Linked DNA regions of Ovis aries: region 2 is linked to region 1. Evidence: chromatin contacts called from public Hi-C data. All regions are on one chromosome and are shown on one strand. The core of a region is the stretch at or near the end of the contact, and the rest is flanking DNA. Distances in the headings are between cores, read along the strand shown.

Region 1 (5,671 bases), core at 3,161-5,660:
CTGCCTCTGTCTCTCATGTCCCCAGTGAGGCAAAAGCTGCTAATAGTTTTAGAGCAACTTATGATAGGTTTTGTGTGACCCACCCTGGAGGTGCTGATGGGGGCCCATGTATGAGTGTGAGTGTGTGTGTGTGTGTGTCACAGGTGCAAAGCACTATTATGAATGATTCCTTGCTCCTTCTAAGAATCCACCTAAGGCATTACAAGCCACGCCTAAGAACACTTGACAGGTCTGATTTAGGTCTGTCCTCCCCCATCACCTAATAGAAGTGATTGGATGACTGAGTTTTAAATTTACGCAGAAGTGATAAGCTTTTTTCTTTGTCTTTTTGGCAATATTTATTGACCAGTTCATGGGATCTATATGCCAAATGGGCTTCCCAGGTGGCGCTAGTGGTAAGAACCCACCTGCCAATGCAGGAGACGCAGGTTCGATTCCTGGGTCAGGAGGATGCCCTGGGGAAGGAATCCACTCCAGTATTCTTGCCTGGGAAATACCATGGACAGAGAGGCCTGACCGACTACAATCCATGGGGTTGCAAAGAGTTGGACAAGATGGAAGTGACTTAGCATGTACACACTCAGGCCAAATGAGTTTCAAAATTGCAAATTTTATAAGAAAAAGGTGTGGGGGCTCAGGACGCTAATAATTTGGATACAGTTTCTTTAAAAGCAAAAAATAAAAATAAAACACTGCATGTTGTATGTCTGCTGAATGCAGTCTGCAGACAGCTGTGTTCCTGCTGCCCTTCTTCTTTATCTTTGTCAGGAGGTTTAACATCATCTGCTCACATGGAGATCCCACTCTCGCAGGCTGGCTTCAGTGATAAAGAGGAAGGTGGCATCCTGGGTACTCCCATAACGACGCAGAGCAGGTTCAGACCCATTAACACAATTTGGCTTTTTATGAAAGCCGCCCTCTTTCTGAATTTTTGACCACTAAATCAAGACACATTGTTTAATGAGTGCTTGCATGCATGTATGCTAAGTTGCTTCAGTCGTGTTCAGTTTCTTTGCAACGCTATGGACTGTAGTCCACCAGGTTCCTCTGTCCATGGGATTCTCCAGACAAGAACACTGGAGTGGGTTGCCATGCCCTCCTCCAGGGGATCTTCCCGACCCAGGGATCCAATCTGCCTCTCTTATGTCTCCTGCATTGGCAGGGGATTCTTTACCACTAGAGCCACCTGGGAAGCCCAATGAGTGCTTAGGAATTCACAAAGTGAGATCTGCAAACACGGACTCCATTGACTGCTCTAATGTATCAATAAATCTTCCTGAACAGTCAAAACAGTCCTTTCACACTAATCCTTTCTGTCTGGCCCATGCTGCAAGCAGACTTGGGCTGCCCGACCTTGGAAAGACATATGCTTAGTTCAGTGCTGTTTATACACAAGAACAAAGGGAAAGGGCTCAATATTCGTCAAGGGGAAATGTTGAATACAACGTGTTATCTACGTGCTCTGATATGTATGCAGCGTTAAGAGTCTGAAGTCGATCAGTGTGCATTAGATATGACTGAGGTGTGAAGCACAACACTGCATTTAATACGTGTAATACAGTACCATCTGTGTAAACAGACCACATGCAGTGACACTCATAGAAGTGATCCCATGGCAGGACTCAGGTAAGTGAGGAGGCGGGCAGAACTGGTGACAGTGGTCTGGGAAGACCTCACCTTGTCTGTAAGGTTTTAATATAAACACCTCACAACGACAAGGTGTTTGTGTTTTACTTACAGAGTTAAAGTTTCGCTGAGACCTTTGTGGGAAGCTTCCAGCACCAGTTTGTGTACACGTGTTATGGCGGTGCTGGCCCCGCTCTGCTCTGCCCTTCTGCCCACTTGGGAAAGACCAGGAATTAGCCCCAAAACACAGCCTTCTCTGGGCCCTTTCTCTGCAGAGAAGTCAGCAGAAAAACACATCACTTTTGTTCCTACATTTGGGAGAAAAGGAAACATCCACACCCAGGAATGACACAACCACAGGGATAGGAGAGTACGGTGGGTGGGGGGCGGGGCAGGCCCGGGGGTAGGGGGTAGATGAATCCTGGTCCCCAAAGAGGGGCTTCTCGGCCCGTGGACCCCTCAGAGGGCCTGGGTATAGGCGTTTCTGAGGAGACGCTGCAGTTTCCATTGATACTATATTTAAGGGTCTGGAGCCCCCAAAGGCTGAGAACCACTGCTCCAAGGTCTCAGTGAGCGTCATGGGCATGAGTTGTAAGTCAACCCCGGGGTCTTCACACTGGCTACACAGACTCCATGAGATCGCAAAGTCCAGTCTGGAAGAGGAGGACTTTTGCTCCTAGTCCAGTTGGGGAGACAGTTGTCTCAACTGAGGGCTGTTGCACAACCTCCTGCCCCTGTGGCCTTACATACAGCCTGTCCTGCTTTCTCCCAGTCAGGCACCGGGCAGACGGGATGGCACCCGGGGCCAGCTCCACCCCTCCTGGCTGTGGTTCTTCTGTGTGCAGAATTCCCACTACACAGAGAAGCCTGCCCGGCTCCAGGACCTGCCTTCCTTGGCTGCCACTGGACTGTAGGTGTGAGTGGGGTGAGGCCCTGTCCATGGCACTGCTGTGCAGATTCTTCCCAACGTGGCTTCCCAGTGGGCACTCCCTGACCCTGGCTCCTCCAGATCCCCCCACACCCCCCATGTCCTGGTGTGCCTCTGCCCTTCCTAAAACAGCACAGAACAGCCCCCACCACACACAGCTCCCCACCCTCACCCGGCCCCAGCTCCAAAGTCCCTTCCAGGACACTTTAAGGTAGAATTCGCACATTTGCCCCCTTTGAAATAGGCCTTCAGGTGTTGCTGCTGCCATAGCATCTTGTTCACTCATTCGCTCACTAACAAGCCTTCACCCTCGAGGCCCTGGGAGTGAGTCAGTGAGCTACTCACTGGTTGGTTCCATGTACGAGTCTCCTGTGAACTTGACCCTCACTACTCCAGCCTGGGCCTGACACACCTGGACTCAGGCATGGAGGCCGTGTATATGCACAAGGCAACAGTGGCCTGGGGAGCTTAATTGTAGACTGAACATCAGGTGCAGTTGGGAGTCATTTCTTTCGGAGAGGAAACATCACTGTTATGTGTAATAATGTTCTGGTTTCTTCAGAGATGCAAGTTGAAGCATTTGGGGTTCAAATAAACATACAGATAAAAAAACAAGCAATTATGTCAAAATATTGAATCCAGGCACTATGTATAAAGATGCTCATGGCATGTTCTTTCTAAACATCTTTATATTTTAAATTTTTTGCAATAAAACTTATTTTAGAGGCAAGTTGAATTGAACTGATTGGACCCACTGTCTCATTATCAAGCTGCGTGTCCAGGCTGCTCTGACAGAGTGCTGGACACCAGTGGTTTATTATGAACAACAGAGTTTTATTGCCCAAGGTTCTGGAGGCTGGAAGCCCCAGATCTGGACCAGCAGGGCCCAGTTCTGGTGACACCACCTCCTGGTTCATGGCAGACAGTCCCTTCCCTGTGTCCTCAGGAGGCAGAAGGGGTGAGGGAGCTCTCTTATAAGGACAGTAACCCCATCCATGGGGTAACTGGCCTCATAACCCCAGCACCCACCCCCCACCCAGGCCCACCTTCTAAAGCTAGCACACTGGCCATTAGGAGGTCAGTACATGAGTTGTGAGGGGTATACAACATTCAGGCAACTGGCAGGGGGGCGAGATCCAGATGGGGCTCTGGGCCCGAACCCTCGACGCCTGCCACCACTGGAACCCCGCAGGTCCGGGGGATACCAGGACTCTGGAAAGAGATTGCTTTTGGCCCCGCACTTCCCTCGGTGACATCATGAGCCTCGGGGCAGGACGGAGGAGGAAGAGGAGTAGGAACTCAGGCAGCAGGGCCAGCTGTGCAGGTCACGTGAGTCCGGACCGAGGCAGAGGTCAGGCCACAGAGGTCAGGCCACAGCGCTCTGGGAGCCGGCTCCGCGCGGCTGGGCCTGCGCGCCGACGGGGGCCAGTCACCCCGAGTGCAGGCGGCGCTGGACAGTGTCAGCCGGGTTTCTCCTTCCGAAGGATCAGGGCCAACTGCCCCAACCCCTAACCCGCTCTAGAGAGTCGGCTTCGCAATTCAGAGAGGGAACAGCTGACAGCCCGGCCCCTCTGAGGTCTGACCCCTTCCGGCAGAGCATCCCTTCCCACGTCCGGTGTCCCACATCCTGGGCCGCACCCGCCCCTCCACTGCAGAGGCTGCGCTGCCGGCGTGGCAATGTCCCCACTGACCCATCCGACAGGCCAACCGGCGACCCTCGATGGCACGGGGAATGGCTGGGCTCCGGGTTGTCGGCGGAATGGTTGTCTGGTGCAAAGCTCCGCAGCCCAAGGGGCGTGGACCTGGGCGGGGCGAGCGGTGGCGCTTTAACAGGCCCGAGCGCCAGGAGGCCGGCCGGGCGGGGACTGACCGGACCGAGCGATGGAGACCGCCCGGGACTGCGCCGGAGCCCTGCTCAGGCGAGTGCCGCGCTGGTTTGCGCCCCCGGCGCCTCGCATCCCCCTGGCGCTCCCGCCGCCTCGGGGCCCCTCGTCTCCTCGCCCCCCGGGGCCCCCTACGCCCCGTGCCCCTCTGCTTCCCGCGTCCCTCTGCGCGGCCCTGCGCCCCCAGCCCGCGCGCGTCCCCTCCCGAGTCTCCGACCGCCCCCAGCGCCAGGTGCGGCCCCCAGGTGCGCGGGCTCCGGGAACAGGTGAACGCGGTGAGTGCCCGAGCCGCATCTCTTGCCGCCGCGGGAGCAGACGAAGCGGGACCCAGGAGACCCCCGGCGCGCGGGGGGCCAGGCTGCTCCGGGTCCCCGACCGTGGCGGGAGCTAGGGCTAGACGAGGGGCTCCGGTGGGACGCTGGACGGCTTCGGAGTGGCCAGTTCACTCCTCAAGGCCACGCGGGCTCCGGCACTACCTGATGGCGCTGGCTGAGCTCTCGGGTTTGTACCGCGAAGTTTGGGGGAAAGTAGTGGCGCTGCAGCCAGGGCCGGGGCAGGGGATGCGGGACAGTGGTAGAGGTGCCGGCGGACTGCGGGGCCTCCTCACCCGCCTCCCACTCCCGGTGACCGAGGCCCCGCATCACTTTTCCTTCTTGGGTTCGTCTTAACGTCCAAAAACCCAACCCACTCCTCCTCTGTAAAATCCTGATGATCCTGGTGGCAGTGACTGTAGATTTAAGGGAGGGAAATGGCAACCCACTCCAGTGTTCTTGCCTGAAGAATCCCAGGGACGGGGCAGCCTGGTGGGCTGCCGTCTCTGGGGTCGCACAGAGTCGGACACGACTGAAGCGACTTAGCAGCAGCAGCAGCAGCAGCAGCAGCAGCAGCAGCAGCAGCATGCTTCTCTGAAGATCGTCAAAAGGCGAGAAGCCCTTGAATGCTTTTTTTTTTTTAATTTATTTTTAAATTGAAGGATAATTGCTTTACAGAATTTTGCTGTTTTGTGTCAAATATCAACATGAATCAGCCATAGGTGTACATATAAATGCAGGTTTTCCCAGGTGACTGGGGTGGAGGGATTGGGTGGGTGAGGCGGTAGTGTGATCTGTGAGCTTCTGAACCTGGGTCTTTAAAGGGGGCTTCCTGCCATACCCAGGGTTAGAGAGCTGCCACAATGGAAGGGGAGCTGTCTGGCTGGGGCTGTCTCTTTAAAACTGGGACCCCAGGAAGGTGA
Region 2 (6,485 bases), core at 1,945-4,444, 240 kb after region 1:
GTGACACTGCTGATAGTAGTAAGAACCAACTATTCAACAACGGCAGAGGGAACAGTGACCAGCAGAAAGATTCCCCATAAATAACACCTGTCATCTCCCAGACCAGGGGTTCTCAACCAGGGACAGCTGGCCAAGCCTGGAGACTTCAGCTGGGAGAGGGGGCGGGTGATGACCAGCATCTGGTGGATAGACCCCAGGGATGATGCTCAACACCCTACACAGGCAAAGGAGAGTGCCCACAACAAAGAGCTATTCAGTCAAAAATGTCAGTGCATAGGCTGAGAATCCATAAACTCGACATGTGTCCCAATTCTGGGTAAAAAAATACAGAAGCACCATGGTGCTGTGAAAGGACCACAAGATCAGGGAGAGAGGGAACTAAATTTTACTGAGTAGTTGCTACCTATCAAGCCTTGCATTGGGCACTTTACACATACCATCTCACTTAAACCTCCATCCCATGGGAGAAAAGTGATCTATTCTCATTTTATAGATGAGAGGTTGAACTCAGGGAAATTAAGGGCTATTCAAGGTCACTCATCCAGAAACGGAAGGAATCATGATTCCAAATCAAACCAAACCTATTCCTTTCCACAAAGGCTAGAGGTTAAAAGACCAGGTTTGGTTCAAAGAGTTACCAATATGAATTTGAGCACATCACTCCTCAACCTGCATTTAGAAAGTAAGTCAATGGATAACATCTGAAAATACAAATGCTGTCAAACGCCAACAGTTATGCTAAACATCTTATAACAAAAAACAAAGTGCTTCTTAGAATGGAAGTTCATGATTACCATTTCTCCTCAAAAACAGAATTTATACAAGGGTGCAGAGTACCAAGTTGTACAGCGTTTTTAAGAATCAAGAGTAAACGTTCAGAAGATATGGTGCCTTCCACCACCACACAACTACTCTTAATACTAGAAAGAAAGAAATTATCTAATATAAACAATATTTTTGTATGAACTTCCCAGATTTTCAACCAATTGACCCAAAAAGCTGAAGACCATTTCAGCAACTTTGATGGGGCTCTCTCCACAACAGAGGAGGAAAAGGATAGATTACAAGTCCAATACTGCTGCTGTGGGAAACAACTTTGCCATTCTCTCCAGAGAGCCAGAATGTATTCCAAGAGATCAATACATCATTCATACCAATGATATAAAATGTAAATCATTTCAACACAAGGTTATGACTTTTTAAAAACCTACCACCAGAACCCATCAATCTTTGACAACTAAACTACTGGTAGGTTCACAAACACAACTTGAAATCTGGGATTAAATTCAAGGATAATGTAAACAAAAAGAAGTTTGTTCTTTCTAGAAGTCATCACAACTAATGCGACTTCTAAAAGCAGGCTGCACACAAACACTTTTCCCCTTGAAATCTTGGATCTCCAGGCATGGTTTTGCTGTATTTTATAAAAGTACATTTTCATATCATATTAATACACTGTAAGTAAATTATAACTGCAACTATTTCCCACTAATATTGTCCAAGTTTAAAAGCAATAGACACATCAAATAAACTAAAAATTTGTTTGAAATAATTTCAAAACAATCATTAAAAGACTGGCTTTAAACAAAATTCTAAAAATCTGTTTACCCAACACCAAATATAAATAATAAATGTTCTGTTGGAATTGACAGAACTGATAACACACTCTTTTGACTGTTCTCTATTCTAATCAATAAGAATTTTCATTAAAACTCTATTCTGAAGTACATCTTTCACTTTAAGCATTCTGACACTTCCATCAACTTTCTAAAACTAAGAGTAGATTTTTTAAATGTTTTTAACATATTTGTCCCTCAGAAGACTGAATTAAACAAAAACTAATAGAAGAAACATATTACCAATCTCTTTAACATTGACAGATATTTGGGTAAACTGCAGCTATACACTGATGGGCAGGTGATAATCCCAAAGAATTTACATTAGATAATAACCTAAGTAAAACCCATTCTATCTGACATCCAGTCAACTTTTTACTTTACATTAGATAATAACCTAAGTAAAACCCATTCTATCTGACATCCAGTCAACTTTTTACTTTACAAGCCTGTTTTTCATTACAATAAATTTTAACGTACAGGGAAATCGTATTATATTGTTTGTCTGTTTTTAACCAGTCTCTTCATTTCTCCCCAAATAGCAGAATTCCCCTCAGGGCTCAGATTTCTTTACAATTCCAACCGAGGGAATATCGCTGTCCATCTCTGAAAACCATGATCTGCTGACAGCTTCCCGCGAAGGCGCAGCGGCCGGGGACCAGGTGCGGGCGAACCTGGGCAGCGCCGAGCGCATCCCACCTGGGTTCGGCCGCGAGCCGCACGAGCGCGCGTCCCACGACCGACCCCGCTCCTCCCCCGCCGGCCGCCGGCTGGTCGCCTCGACAGGCCGCAAACTGACCCTCAGACCCACGCCCCCTCCCGGGGCCGCCTCCAGACCCTCGCCCACGCACCAACCCACTCCCGCGGCGCTCGGCCGCAGACCTGGCCCGCGTCCCCGGCCTCCCGGGGCGGGGGAGGGGGCGCTGGGGGGAAGGGCCCGGGGCGCGGCGGGGGTCCTCCGTGGGAGATGGGGGACCGCGGTGGGGGAAGGGCCCGGGGCCTCGGCCAAGGTCCTCCAGTGGGAGACTGAGAAGTAACCAGGTCGAAGGGCCGAAGGCTGGGGTAGGGGAGGGTCCTGGTGGGGCCGGCGCCCGGGTGAGGGTCCTCCGTGGACCGTGGGAAATGGGGGCCGCGAGGAAGAAGGGTCCGGGGTCCGGAGCTGGGGACTGAGGGTCGCGAGCGGCGGGGAAAGGGCCCGCGGCGGGCCTCCTGCTGGGGAAGGGGGTCGGGGGGGACGGCTCACCCGCGTCGCCGGTGGCGGGCGCCAAGGTGACGGCGCCGTCCCTCCACAGGCGGATCTGCGCGGCCGAGCGCACCCGGCGGCGGGGCTGGCGGCGGCCGGCGTCCGCGGCGCGCAGGGAGCCGCAGCACTGGTAGCACACGGCCCACGCCTGCTCCTCGTTGATGGGCTGATTGTAGAGCCGCAGGATCTCCTCCAGGCTCAGCGCGTCCTGCGAGCCCGCGGCCGCCCCGGCGTCCGGAGGCCCCTCGCCGCCCTCCGGGCCGACCGGCTGAGCCATCCCGCGGGTGGCGCCGCGCTCGGGGCGCCGCGTCTCCTCAGCTGCGGAGCATCGTCTCTGCGCGCCGCCGCCGCCTCATCCCCGGAACCCCGCCCCACGTGCCGCGCGCGCCGCCGCGGGGACAGGGCGGAGACCTGGCCGGGACCGGGCTGCAGAACTGAGCTGGGGGAGGGCCGAGGGACTAGGCGTGGGCCCGCGCGCCTGACGAAACCACCGCCAGCCGGTAGCGGCGCAATGGCGCCCGCGGCCCCGCCCCGCGGCGCGCAGCCCTGGGGTTCGCCCCGCCCTCTAAGCCACGCCCCAGGGGAGCACCCCGCCCATAACCCCGCCTCCACGGACGGCCTGGCTCCGCCCCTCCTCTGTCCGGGGTTCTCCGCGCACTTCGAGCCCCGCCCCCAGGTTGGCCCCGCCGCCAGGAGTCGCCCCTCGCCTGCAGTCGCACCTGCATCACACCCACGCCGGCCTCCACGCTGGGACAGACTTCGTAGTCGCCTGGCCTCTCCCCTCGCGTCCTGTTTTGCTCGTTGGGTACTGTCGCCATCAACGCACCGGACCGTACGCTCGGATAACCTCCTTCTCCGCTCCCAACTTCACGAGGGAGTGAAGCCCCAGGACAGGGTCTTTATGGATTTTGCTCACTGGCTTCTCCCAAGCGCACGGATCAAGGCCTGGGGTACAAGCTTGTAGCAAACAATCGCAGACATCCTTCAGATTCGTTTGTGACGTTTGTACAACTTTTCACCAAGATAGTGTTCCCAGTGACCACACGCCTACATAGCCAAGCTAACCCAGTCTGTTCACACCTCATGAACCGCTATCACACGGACATTTAGCCATAGAAGAAAAGGAAAAAAATCCTCATGGGCCACGATGGACCATTAAGTGTGCGATAAAAGAGAGTTCTTGGATAAAACAATCGCTCCTTGGCAAATGAGTTTAATTGGTAACACTCCACTCTCAGACTAGTCCTGTATGAGAAACTTACAGAGTTGAAAGCATCAATCAGTAAGGTATGTATCTAATGGTAAATACCAATAAACATTTTAAGGCAGTTTTATGTGCAGTGTTAGATATTGCACCCTCAACAACTGCATCTTATAGTAGAAATTATTAATACAAGTCGATTCTTAATGCCTAAGACACCACAGTACATAAAGCAGGAATAGGGAGAAGACAAAAAGCAAGAATAGATAAGACTTTGAAAGAGGAAGGAAAAGCTTCTCCCTGGGCACTCTAATTTCATTACAAGATATACAAAACAAACCTTTGAAGTAATGTCACTTAATTACCGGTTTATAATCCAATTTGTAAAAAATGCACTGTGTGTGCCACATCCCCAAAAAGACAAAGGTCTAATTCCTTACATGATGACATAGATAGGATGGATGTAGATATACAAAACCTCTTGATTAAAAACATAGAAACTAATGCTAAATTTTTGCTGTTTTAAAAGTTTAGACCCCGTGTGAATTTTGAGAATACAGATGACTTTATTAGTTTTGTTTTTGTTTGACTCTGCCTCGTGGCATCTTAGTTCCCCTACCAGGGATGAAACCCCAACCCTTTGCCATGGAAGCCTGGAGTCTTAATAACTGGCCTCTAGGGAGGCCCCTAAAGCACTGGTTTTGAGTAATACTGAGAAACAGAGGAATGGTCTACTTTGATAGACAATAGCACCATCTTCTGGCCTTATGAGATATTGCTGCAGTGTTGCACTTAATTACAGCCTAAAGTCACAAACATTTTTGTCCTTCCTCAAAAAACCACAACAAACTGTGGAAAATTCTGAAAAAGAAGGGAATACCAGACCACCTGACCTGCCTCTTGAGAAATCTGTATGCAGGTCAGGAAGCAACAGTTAGAACTGGACATGGAACAACAGACTGGTTCCAAACAGGAAAAGGAGTACATCAAGGCTGTATGTATATTGTCACCCTGCTTATTTAACTGATATGCAGAGTACATCATGAGAAACGCTGGGCTGGATGAAGCACAAGCTGGAATCAAGATTGCTGGGAGAAATATCATTAACCTCAGATATGCAGATGACACCACCCTTATGGCAGAAAGCGAAGAACTAAAAACCCTCTTGATGAAAGTGAAAGAGAGTGAAAAAGATGGCTTAAAGCTCAACATTCAGAAAACTAAGATCATGGTATCCAGTCCTATTACTTCATGGCAAATAGATGGGAAAACAGTGGAAACAGTGTCAGACTTTATTTGGGGGGGCTCCAAATCACTGCAGATGATGACTGCAGCAATGAAATTAAGACACTTGTCATAGAAGAAAAGTTATGACCAACCTAGACAGCATATTAAAAAGCAGAGACATTGCTTTGCTGACTAAGGTCCGTCTAGTCAAGGCTATGGTTTTTCCAGTAGTCATGTATGGATGTGAGAGTTGGACTATAAAGAAAGCTGAGTGCCAAAGAATTGATGCTTTTGAGCTGTGGTGTTGGAGAAGACTTTTAAGAGTCCCTTGGACTGCAAGGAGACCCAACCAGTCCATCCTAAAGGAAATCAGACCTGAATGTTCACTGGAAGGACTGATGTTGAAGCTGACATTCCAATACTTTGGTCACCTGATAATGGTCAACTGACTCATTTGAAAAGACTCTGATGCTGGGGAAGATTGAAGGCAGGAGGAGAAGGGGATGACAGAGGATGAAATGGTTGGATGGCATCACCGACTCAATGGACATGAGTCTGGGTAAACTCTGGGAGCTGGTGATGGACGGGGAGGCCTGGCGTGCAGCAGTCCATGGGGTCGCAAAGAGTCACACACGACTGAGCAACTGAACTGAAAAAAAAAAAAAAACACCACCAAATGATTTAATCAACTGAGCAACCCATGAGCCAGACACCTGGTAATCCTGGCATAGGGCAGTAAATAAATCTCAGGAGAACAATGACAGAAAGAAGAGAGCGGAAGTGAGGAAAAGAAATCCATATTTAACCTTCAATGTTAACTTTAAAAGATGTAGTCTTTAAAAAGATTCACAACAGGATTGTTTTCCCTTCCTAAGTGATAATTTTTTTAAATATGAATAGATTTTAGCAAGAAAAATATTTTGGCACTAAATCACAGGAATATACAATATTACATACAACAGAAGGGCTTTTATTTTTGCCAAATTCATTACTGATATATTGTGTTTAAATTTCTTGCCTTTGTGAGCATATGTGGAATTAAGTTGTGGCAAGATTCTTGAGAGTCCCTTGGGACTGCAAGATCCAAGCAGTCCATCCTAGAGGAGATCAGTTCTGGGTGTTCATTGGGAGGACTGATGTGAAAGCTGAAACTCCAATACTTTGGCCACCTCATGCAAAGAGTTGACTCACTGGAAAA

Evidence for each region. Hi-C and Micro-C count contacts between places; a contact is called where the count stands out from the background.
Region 2: a contact with region 1 is called in a Hi-C map of hypothalamus, with 2.5 times the contacts expected there. The contact joins the promoter of SPIRE1 here to the promoter of CIDEA in region 1. A contact is called at or near these places in 2 of 16 Hi-C or Micro-C datasets (hypothalamus and skin fibroblasts).

What each region holds. Positions count from the first base shown.
Region 1 is chr23:43,292,732-43,298,402 of ARS-UI_Ramb_v3.0, forward strand. CIDEA (cell death inducing DFFA like effector a) reads left to right here and starts at 4,411. Exons shown (of 5, transcript XM_042239292.1): 1 at 4,411-4,712.
Region 2 is chr23:43,534,760-43,541,244 of ARS-UI_Ramb_v3.0, forward strand. SPIRE1 (spire type actin nucleation factor 1) reads right to left here and starts at 3,195. Exons shown (of 15, transcript XM_042239299.1): 1 at 2,860-3,195. The coding sequence starts at 3,136.